2 separate regions of the Mus musculus genome follow, and region 2 is linked to region 1. The links are chromatin contacts, called in public Hi-C maps. All regions are on one chromosome and are shown on one strand. Each heading gives the region's core, a stretch centred on a gene start, on an enhancer-like site or on the middle of the called end of the contact. The rest is flanking DNA. Distances are from core to core; before and after follow the strand shown. Region 1 overlaps Ssbp2 (single-stranded DNA binding protein 2). Region 2 overlaps Ssbp2 (single-stranded DNA binding protein 2).

What was found. A called contact is a pair of places that touch in the nucleus more often than the background predicts.
Region 2: a contact with region 1 is called in a Hi-C map of granulocyte-monocyte progenitors, with 4 times the contacts expected there. The contact joins two enhancer-like sites. A contact is called at or near these places in 4 of 15 datasets of contacts at CTCF or cohesin (CD8 T cells, the NIH/3T3 cell line, large pre-B cells and 1 more), 66 of 484 Hi-C or Micro-C datasets (the 3T3-L1 cell line, the 63-12 cell line, the AML12 cell line and 48 more) and 12 of 115 datasets of contacts at active chromatin or transcription factors (the 230-238 cell line, CD8 T cells, the HPC-7 cell line and 8 more).

Annotation. Positions count from the first base shown.
Region 1 is chr13:91,482,753-91,486,779 of GRCm38.p6, reverse strand. The region is part of intron 1 of Ssbp2 (single-stranded DNA binding protein 2); the gene reads right to left. Among named protein-coding and RNA genes, the nearest start is that of Ssbp2, 24 kb to the right of the region's middle. Within about 2 kb of position 2,334, at least 64 of the 459 cell types and tissues checked have an H3K27ac peak or open chromatin away from gene starts, as enhancers often do. A contact at or near this core is called in the 63-12 cell line, B cells, CD8 T cells and 12 more, where this site is marked.
Region 2 is chr13:91,634,060-91,638,086 of GRCm38.p6, reverse strand. All of the region lies in intron 4 of Ssbp2 (single-stranded DNA binding protein 2), which reads right to left. Among named protein-coding and RNA genes, the nearest start is that of Gm22778, 87 kb to the left of the region's middle. Within about 2 kb of position 2,331, at least 65 of the 459 cell types and tissues checked have an H3K27ac peak or open chromatin away from gene starts, as enhancers often do. A contact at or near this core is called in the 63-12 cell line, B cells, CD8 T cells and 12 more, where this site is marked.

The DNA.
Region 1 (4,027 bases), core at 1,085-3,584:
GTTCCTTTTTTTTCTAATAAAGTATTACCAGCCAGGCGTGGTGGCGCATGCCTTTAATCCGAGCACTCAGGAGGCAGAGGCAGGCAGATTTCTGAGTTTGAGGCCAGCCTGGTCTACAGAGTGAGTTCCAGGACAGCCAGGGCTATACAGAGAAACCCTGTCTCAAAAAACCAAAAAGTATTACCAAAGTATAGATATACCTTTGACAATTTCATTTAACCCTCCAATACCTATTTCCTGCCACTTTCACTACACTCTCAAAGAGAGAGTACAAAGTCTTCCTGAAGCTAGCAGGATGACTCGGTGGTTAACAGAAATTCCTGTTCTTTCTCAAGGCCCATGTTTAGTTTTCAGCACCCACACTCACAACTGCCTATGACTACCACTCTGGAGAATCTGATGCATACACACACATACATACACATAAATAAAACTAAATTTTTACAAGTCCTCTTGATTATGCAGGGTTGCTTGGTAAACTGATTATGTGAGGTGCTCTAGGGCACAGCAGTACAAACTGCAGCATGCTCCAGCAGAAACTGACAACCCATACAAAGGCAAATTCTCACGGGATTATAGACCTACATATAAAAAATGAAACTGTAAAGCAAATGGATCAAAATGTAGGGGGATTTGTGATATCAGATTACAAAGTTTTCTACAGACCACAAAAACAAACCATGAAGTGCTGATGTATATTGTGAAAAGTATCTTAACAAAGGAGGGCACCAGAGGTGACACTAACACATTATAGTACACATTTAATATCAATAAGGACAGCTATGTCTAATATTCATGGATATCCTTCTGAGGGGAAGAAAGTGAAGATGACAGCCAAGAAAACAAATGCTTTCTGTAAACATTTACTGAGCAGCTACTGTTCTCCGTGCTAGGCTTGCAGCTGGAACAAAACAAGCAGGAAGTAAGAGCCCTGTTTTCAAGAACTTGAGCAAATGAAGCCAACAAATAAATAAGCATTACTATACTATTGTGTTAAATGCTATGACTGATAACGTGGGACACAGAAAGAGCTGGAGTACACTTCAGAGGATGCTCAGTTCTTCCTGGGCTAGGACATGAAGCAGAGGTCTGAGCATGGTGAGCTGTTTGAATAGGGGACTCTTCTAGACAGAAACCCAGCAAGGAAGGCAGTAACAGATACAACGAGGATGTGAAGAGACCCAAATTCACTGGTCATCAGAGATGAGAGCTGAAGTAATGATAGACAACTTGCAAATACCAGACTGAAAAAAGAGAGGTCAATACCAAACAGGCAGCCCACTTAACCATCACAGGCACCTGACACCAAGCCTCACAAAAGAGGAGTCCAAATCCTTGGACCCACATGGTGAAGGAAGAGAGCTGCCTCCCATGAGTGGTCCTCTAACCTTCACACACATGCTGTTACATGTGAAATCACACACACACATACGTGCACGCACACAAAAATAAATAAATGAATCAATCAATCAAACAAACAAACAATGTGATGAAAATATTTTCTTAAATGCCAAGAATCAATGAAAAGAAGAAGAGAGATGCTGTCTGTTATAAAACAGAGTAATACAGGTTGAGTATTCCTAGCCCAAAAATGAAATGTGCAGACGAGAGATGACTCCGCAGGTAAAGGTGTGATTTCTATCAACCATATGGCCAACAACCCCCTGTATATAACTCCAGTCGCAGCTGATCCAACACCCTCTTCTGACCTCCTCTGATACTACAGACATGTGGTATACAGACATACAGACAGACAAACCACCCATCATAAAAATAAAATAAAATAAAATAAAATAAAATAAAATAAAATAAAATAAAATGAGAGAACAATTCATCTGAAGTGCCCCAAACTGTGGGATATACTAACATATTTCCATTAACAGAAAATACCACATGTGTTTCATATGATGACTTAATGTCAAAATGCTGCTACACTAAAACTACTGCTTAAATCACCTTTTAGGTTATATGCTTAATATGAAAAATAATTAAACTTCATACTTACAAATGAGTCTCATCCCCAAATTATCTCAAATGTATATACAAATTGATAGACGTTTCAGGCAACTAAGATGGCCACTCCAAAGAACCAGATGAGAAGTCAACAAGTACAAATTATGAACTATGTACACACTGGGCATTAAAAATTCTCAGATCTGCTTCAAAATTTTCAAGTTTGTAGATGTAGGTCTGTGAAGGAGAGGCTGCCAAGGACAGGAGCAGTTAGTAAGATATAGAAGAAAACTGGCTGAGCTGCAAACAAGGAGCTTACAGAACCAATCATGAAAGTCCTTCAGAGTAGTCTCTACGTGTGTAAAGGCTTTCACTTTCCTTATCAGCTATTTTAAGGTGTTGTGAGGAAAAAAAAAACCACAAGATCTTTAGCAAGACACCATTTATATAAACATGTACACCACCATAACTTTTTTATTTTTTGTTTTGTTTTTGTTTCATTTTGTTTGATTTTGAGATGAGGTCTCAATATGCAGCCCTGGCTGCCCTGGAACTTTCTATACAGAGCAGGCTGGCCTCAAACATAACAGAGACCCACCTGCCTCTCTGCCTCCCAAAAGCTAGGACTAAAGACACATGTGTGCCACACCATACATTTTTTAAATACACAGGCATCTCTCATCAAACACCTCTATGAATGTCAATCAATAGAAGCAGCAAATGAGAATGGAAACAAGGTGAGAACATTTTAAACAAGTTAAATAAGGCAAGACCTTATACTACTAAAGCTAACAGCATGCTAGGAGCTCAATAGAAACCCTGAGCAAATGCTCATGGTCACAACTAGATCTTACTTAGAAGAAGGGCTTGTCCTACGCCACATCTTCCACCCACTAAATTACAAGACCCAGGCTGGCCAAAAAGCACTCCAGAAGTCAAACTGCAGAGAGTGGAATAGTCCAAACTCAGAAATGCTCTCAATCCAGCATGTGGGCTACCAATCCAGCATGTGGACTACCAGTCCAGCATGTGGACTACCAGTCCACACATGGATGAAAGAGGAATCAAGCCCAGAACTAGACCTGCCCCTTTGACCGTAGCAATAATCCACTGTTGTAATTTAAAGCTGAACACCCCTGCTGGAATTCAAGCTTCGTAAAATAGTATTTAGTCCCACAGTGCCACTACTCTTGGCAACCACAGAAGCAGTTAAATGCTACATAGCTTAAATACTGCCCATCACCTTCATGAGCTTCCAAAGAATGCCCTACTGTTCTTCAATATAGAAGCTCTCTTGTGCTCATGCTAGGCGTCTTTGCTTCTTTCAGATGAACACAATATTTTTAAATACCATTAGTTTCTCCAAAAAGAATTATCCTCTACCTGTCTTTTTCTATTTTTATTTGCACCCTACATTTCCTACCAGGTCAGTATTCAGAACCTTCCATGGCATGAATGAATGAACCAAGTCCCACAGCGACTGCAAGCAGTTTCCCTGATGACTTCAGCACACAGACTTTTCCTTCTTTAATTTCTTTTTCACTTACTCTGTGCACCATTCAATTAGCACCTTATTATACTAACACCTCGTTTAACCAGCATCATTGGGAAAGCAAAGTGTTCATCAGAAGTGAATTTTCCAGACAACATAAGCATTAATTTAGAAGGCAAAAAAAGTGACGTGAAAACTGTTCTCTCCATAGTTACAGACAGATCCCAGTTCAAACCAAGTCTGATCCTCTGAGCTAAGTTTCAACAAATGTCATCAGGCATCTAGAAGTTTGTCACTTCATCTTACAATGAGGGGACACAGTACCACCTTCAAAGTTGCTGGCTTACTGAAAACACATATGAAGTAGCTAGCAAGCTCCCTTTAAATTACAGCTCAAACTACTCACCCTATTATTATGCACTAAAATATAAATTTTATGGAAATACTAATTATATACTTTCACACCTTTTTCAAAGACTGAATACAAAATTGAGAATTTCCTAATAATTCCCTCATTACTCAAAATGAACTCATCCAATAAATATTAATCAACGGCCATGAAATTAGCATCAAAATGATGGA
Region 2 (4,027 bases), core at 1,082-3,581, 150 kb before region 1:
ATCTAAATAATCTGAGTATTGAATTTAAAGAGTCAAGCTATGTGAATTAAAGCTTCTCAAAGGAAAGAGTTCTTACTTTCTTCAACAAACTTGTTTGATGTTTGCTAACACATGAGACAGAGTTAATCCATGATCTAAGAATAAACAGAAACTTATAACTGGGCCTAACCCAGAAGTGTGTAGGACTCTGTATAGCCATGTAACAAGAGTAAACAGCTTAGTTAGATTAAAACTCCCACAAAGAATTCTCACTAGACTACCATGGAATATCCTTTATTATATAATTGTTTGGGGCTGATTTTTATAATAGCTTATCTTAATGAAAGAAAAACATACACTATGATTTTATAATATTTCTTGTAGCTAACTGAATCAGGAAGACGTCCGTTAGGATGGAAACATGTCATTTTAGTGTCTTCTGCTGGATTCAATTACTTACTTTCATACTTAATATTTTTTAAGAAATGTGCATCTTAACACACATTTTATTAAATCATTAGCCTTGCTATTTGAATATTGTAGAGAGGAGGTCCACATACCTCTAAGAGGTTTCAAAAAAAGCAGACATGAAGCTAAAAAGATTCACTCTATCATAAAATATAATCAGATTTATTAAGATTTTATACGCCAGGTAATTGCTCCTTTGATTTACTAAGAGTACTAGGGAACCAGGTCCTAATTACATAGTAAAAATAAAGATGTAAAATCTGCATTTTTGTGGAACAGAAAAATATTAAGAATATATAAAACTTTAAAGTAATAACTGCAAAAATAAAGTGGTGATATGACTTACAAACTGAAAGGAGATTAAAAATAAACAGGATTGCTGGTTTTATTATGTTGTTATCTATACTATTTTAAGCCTCTATGATTTCAATTATGTCTTTTCCCAAATTCATGTGTTACCAATGCGAATGAAGTAAGAGGTAGCACGTTTAAGAGGTGATGGGGATATAAGAGTTCTCCCTTTCTAACAGGTCTTAAAAGAACGGGTGAGGCAGTTTGTTCTATGTGCTCTTCTGCCTTTCTCAAATAAGACACAGCAGGAACGTCCTACCACTAGGTGGCAGTGCTCAGCCTCAGACTTCCCAGTCTCCTGGCTATGACATAGACTTGGTTTTATCTAAATTTCTGTTCTTAGATATACTGTTATGACAGCACAACACACACTACCCACATACAGGCATTTTCAAGTAAATCTTAAAATGATGGTAGTAGCTATCTGGCAATATCAATTATAATTCGAAACACTTAAATAGTCTGATTGCTGGTTGAAGATAGCTTTACTATATTAAGAAATCTAGTCCTGTAAAACAAAACAAACAAACAAAAAAACAACTTTCAAAAATTCAGGAATAAGAAAAGAAACTTTCGTTTCCATTTGATAGATATTTGGTTTTCCTCTGAGAAACATAACATGAGCACTGGTAACTGACTTAAGTCATCACTGTGTTCTAAGGTTAGCCCTGTTTGGTCATCAGAGGAACTCTTACTTGCTGGTAGATATTTGAGACTTTGACGACTACATTCTCCTGACATGTTTTTTGCTATTTTGTATTTTTCAATGTGAGCATCACACTTGCCCTTTCAGAACAAATTCATATCAAATGGTTTTATATACTTCAATTTAATGTAAAGAATGTAGTTTAAAAATATACAGCAATAAAATTTCTTGAATATGCAGGTGTGGTGACACATGCCTTTATTGCCAGCATCTAGAAGATAGAGACAGGCAGATCTTTGTGAGATCAGGGCCACCCTGGTCTACATACCAAGTTCTAGGCCAGCCAGGGTTACATAGTGAGGCCCTGTCTAAAAAACAAACCAAACCAAAACAAAACAAAAAAAGGAACAGCAAAACCAAACCAAAACCGAAACCAGCAAAACCAAACCAAAACCAAAACCAGCAAAACAAAGCAAAACAGCTTCCTTGGATATAAGAGTGTTTCTGAAAGAACTACAGTCATTGTTCCTTTTATATCCCCGACTTAGGTGTGAATTTGCTCATTGAAGATTTTCCAGACCTTTCACTTCACTGGCACACCTAACTTTCTCCATGTTCACTTCACTTTCACATCCTTTACAAGGCCCTCCCTTTAGAGTTGAGCAAACTGCAGGGAGACTGAAGTCTGTCTTTCCCTCCTGAGGAGAGAGTTCCACCTGAGGAACAGCCTTCCAGTAACATGCTCTCTTCAATCAATCTTCCAGGTTTTACAAAGCAGAGTTCTCTCGATGGAGAGTGAGGGAAGAGGCCTGGTCCCTTCCTAGGCCTTGCTGTTAGAAGTCTGATGCCAAATAATGTAGATAAATAGTTCCCAGTGTACAGATAAATCATAAACTGCACCTCCACAGGGCGCCCAGCAGCAGTCTCTCCACCACCTCACAAACGTTGCCCACCACTGGGGGACTGGCTCAACAGTTTTGGTTTTTTAATCCTGAAGTACATTATCCTTCTCTTCATTATCTTTCCACAAATTGATTACTAGTTTGCCTTTTTTTCTATTTTACTGTTTATTTTAAAACAATATTTTTCTTCTACGTGTTAAACTTTATCATCCATTTTCAAACATCTCATATAACTAATCGAACTCTATTCTGTTTTCTAATAATGAAGAATACAAAGCAATACGTTTACGTTGACTTTACCTTTGTTGGTATCTGCAAGGTCTAATATTGGTATTCAGTACCTTTTTTGAATCGTCAAAATACAATTTTATTTTGCTGATTAATGGAAATAACTAGAAACCAAAATTATACTGACTAGATGAATTAGGAAATAAAATGAGAATAATATCTAGCCTTGTAGATGTCAGCAAAGACACTTTTAATTTAATTCACACATGGTTGGATGTTTTAGTTTCTAAATTTCAGTTTCCCGACTATAGCCAAGGTATGCCATGTTATACACCTCCAGCACCCAGGAGGATGTTAAATAGTATGTGCTTAGGATTTTCCACTAATAAAACATCAACATTCTCTTTTCTTTGCTGACTTTGTCTTTGAACATTCTCTAATTTCCAGTTCTTATTCGTTCCTTCATATATCAACTATTGCTCGTCCATTTCTCCTTCTGCCTCTGTCAGCTCTTGCCCAGAAGACTCACACAGGAATGTCACCTCTGTGAAATGGGGCACAGACCCAAGTGTAGAAAACCTACACTTCTGCTGTACCAACTGCAAGTGAACAGCCTGGGAGGGTCTTAAGCTTCTGGGTCTGTTGGAAATGCCTGTTGTGGATGGAGGTAGACTGGTTTTCAAATCTGAAAGGAACTCTGGGAGGAAATGAAAACTAACACATCTACATCTCAAAATGACTACTTCTGAAAAATATTGTTCAAAGGACATTTAGAAGGTAACTCTAAAGATCTTTGGAATTCAATGTAGTTAACCTGGTTTCGACTATCTATTCCCTAATTATATAATTTTCATTAAAATCAATCTCCTGCTTAAGAATAAGTAAAGAAAAATAAATTCCATATAAACTGCATGCTTTGGCTGCTCTCTGCTGTCATCGTTCTATAACTGGCTTTGCATCTTGCTCAGGTTCTCTTCATTCTGCAGGGACAGCGGCAGAGGGAAGAGGGAAGAAGATGCCACAAAACACATCTCCTTCCGAGCTGTCCCCTGGGTCTCTAACCTCCTTTCTGCTCCTCTACAAAGTAAAAACTCTGACTGGTAATGAACGATCCACCAATCCTGTCTAGACTCCACAGTCCTACGGCAGGAAGCACAAACACACACACGTTTGGAATTCACATCCTGTCAGCGTGCTGACGGTGCCTATTTGGCCATATGTCCTGTTGCAGAGTGAACAGGCCCTGAGCTGAAACAGTGCTTCCTTTATTTACATCACTGGAAGAGTGTCTACTTCTCTAGGTTGGCTCCTTTCTTACCTGACTAATGTTGAGTGTTCCAGAGGCCCAAACTAGTATCCTACAGTTCTTTCTTCACATTAGTTCAGAGAGAAACAGTAGAAAGCTAGATTCTACTGGAGCCCATACAAGCGGCAGCTCGTCCCTGGATACCAA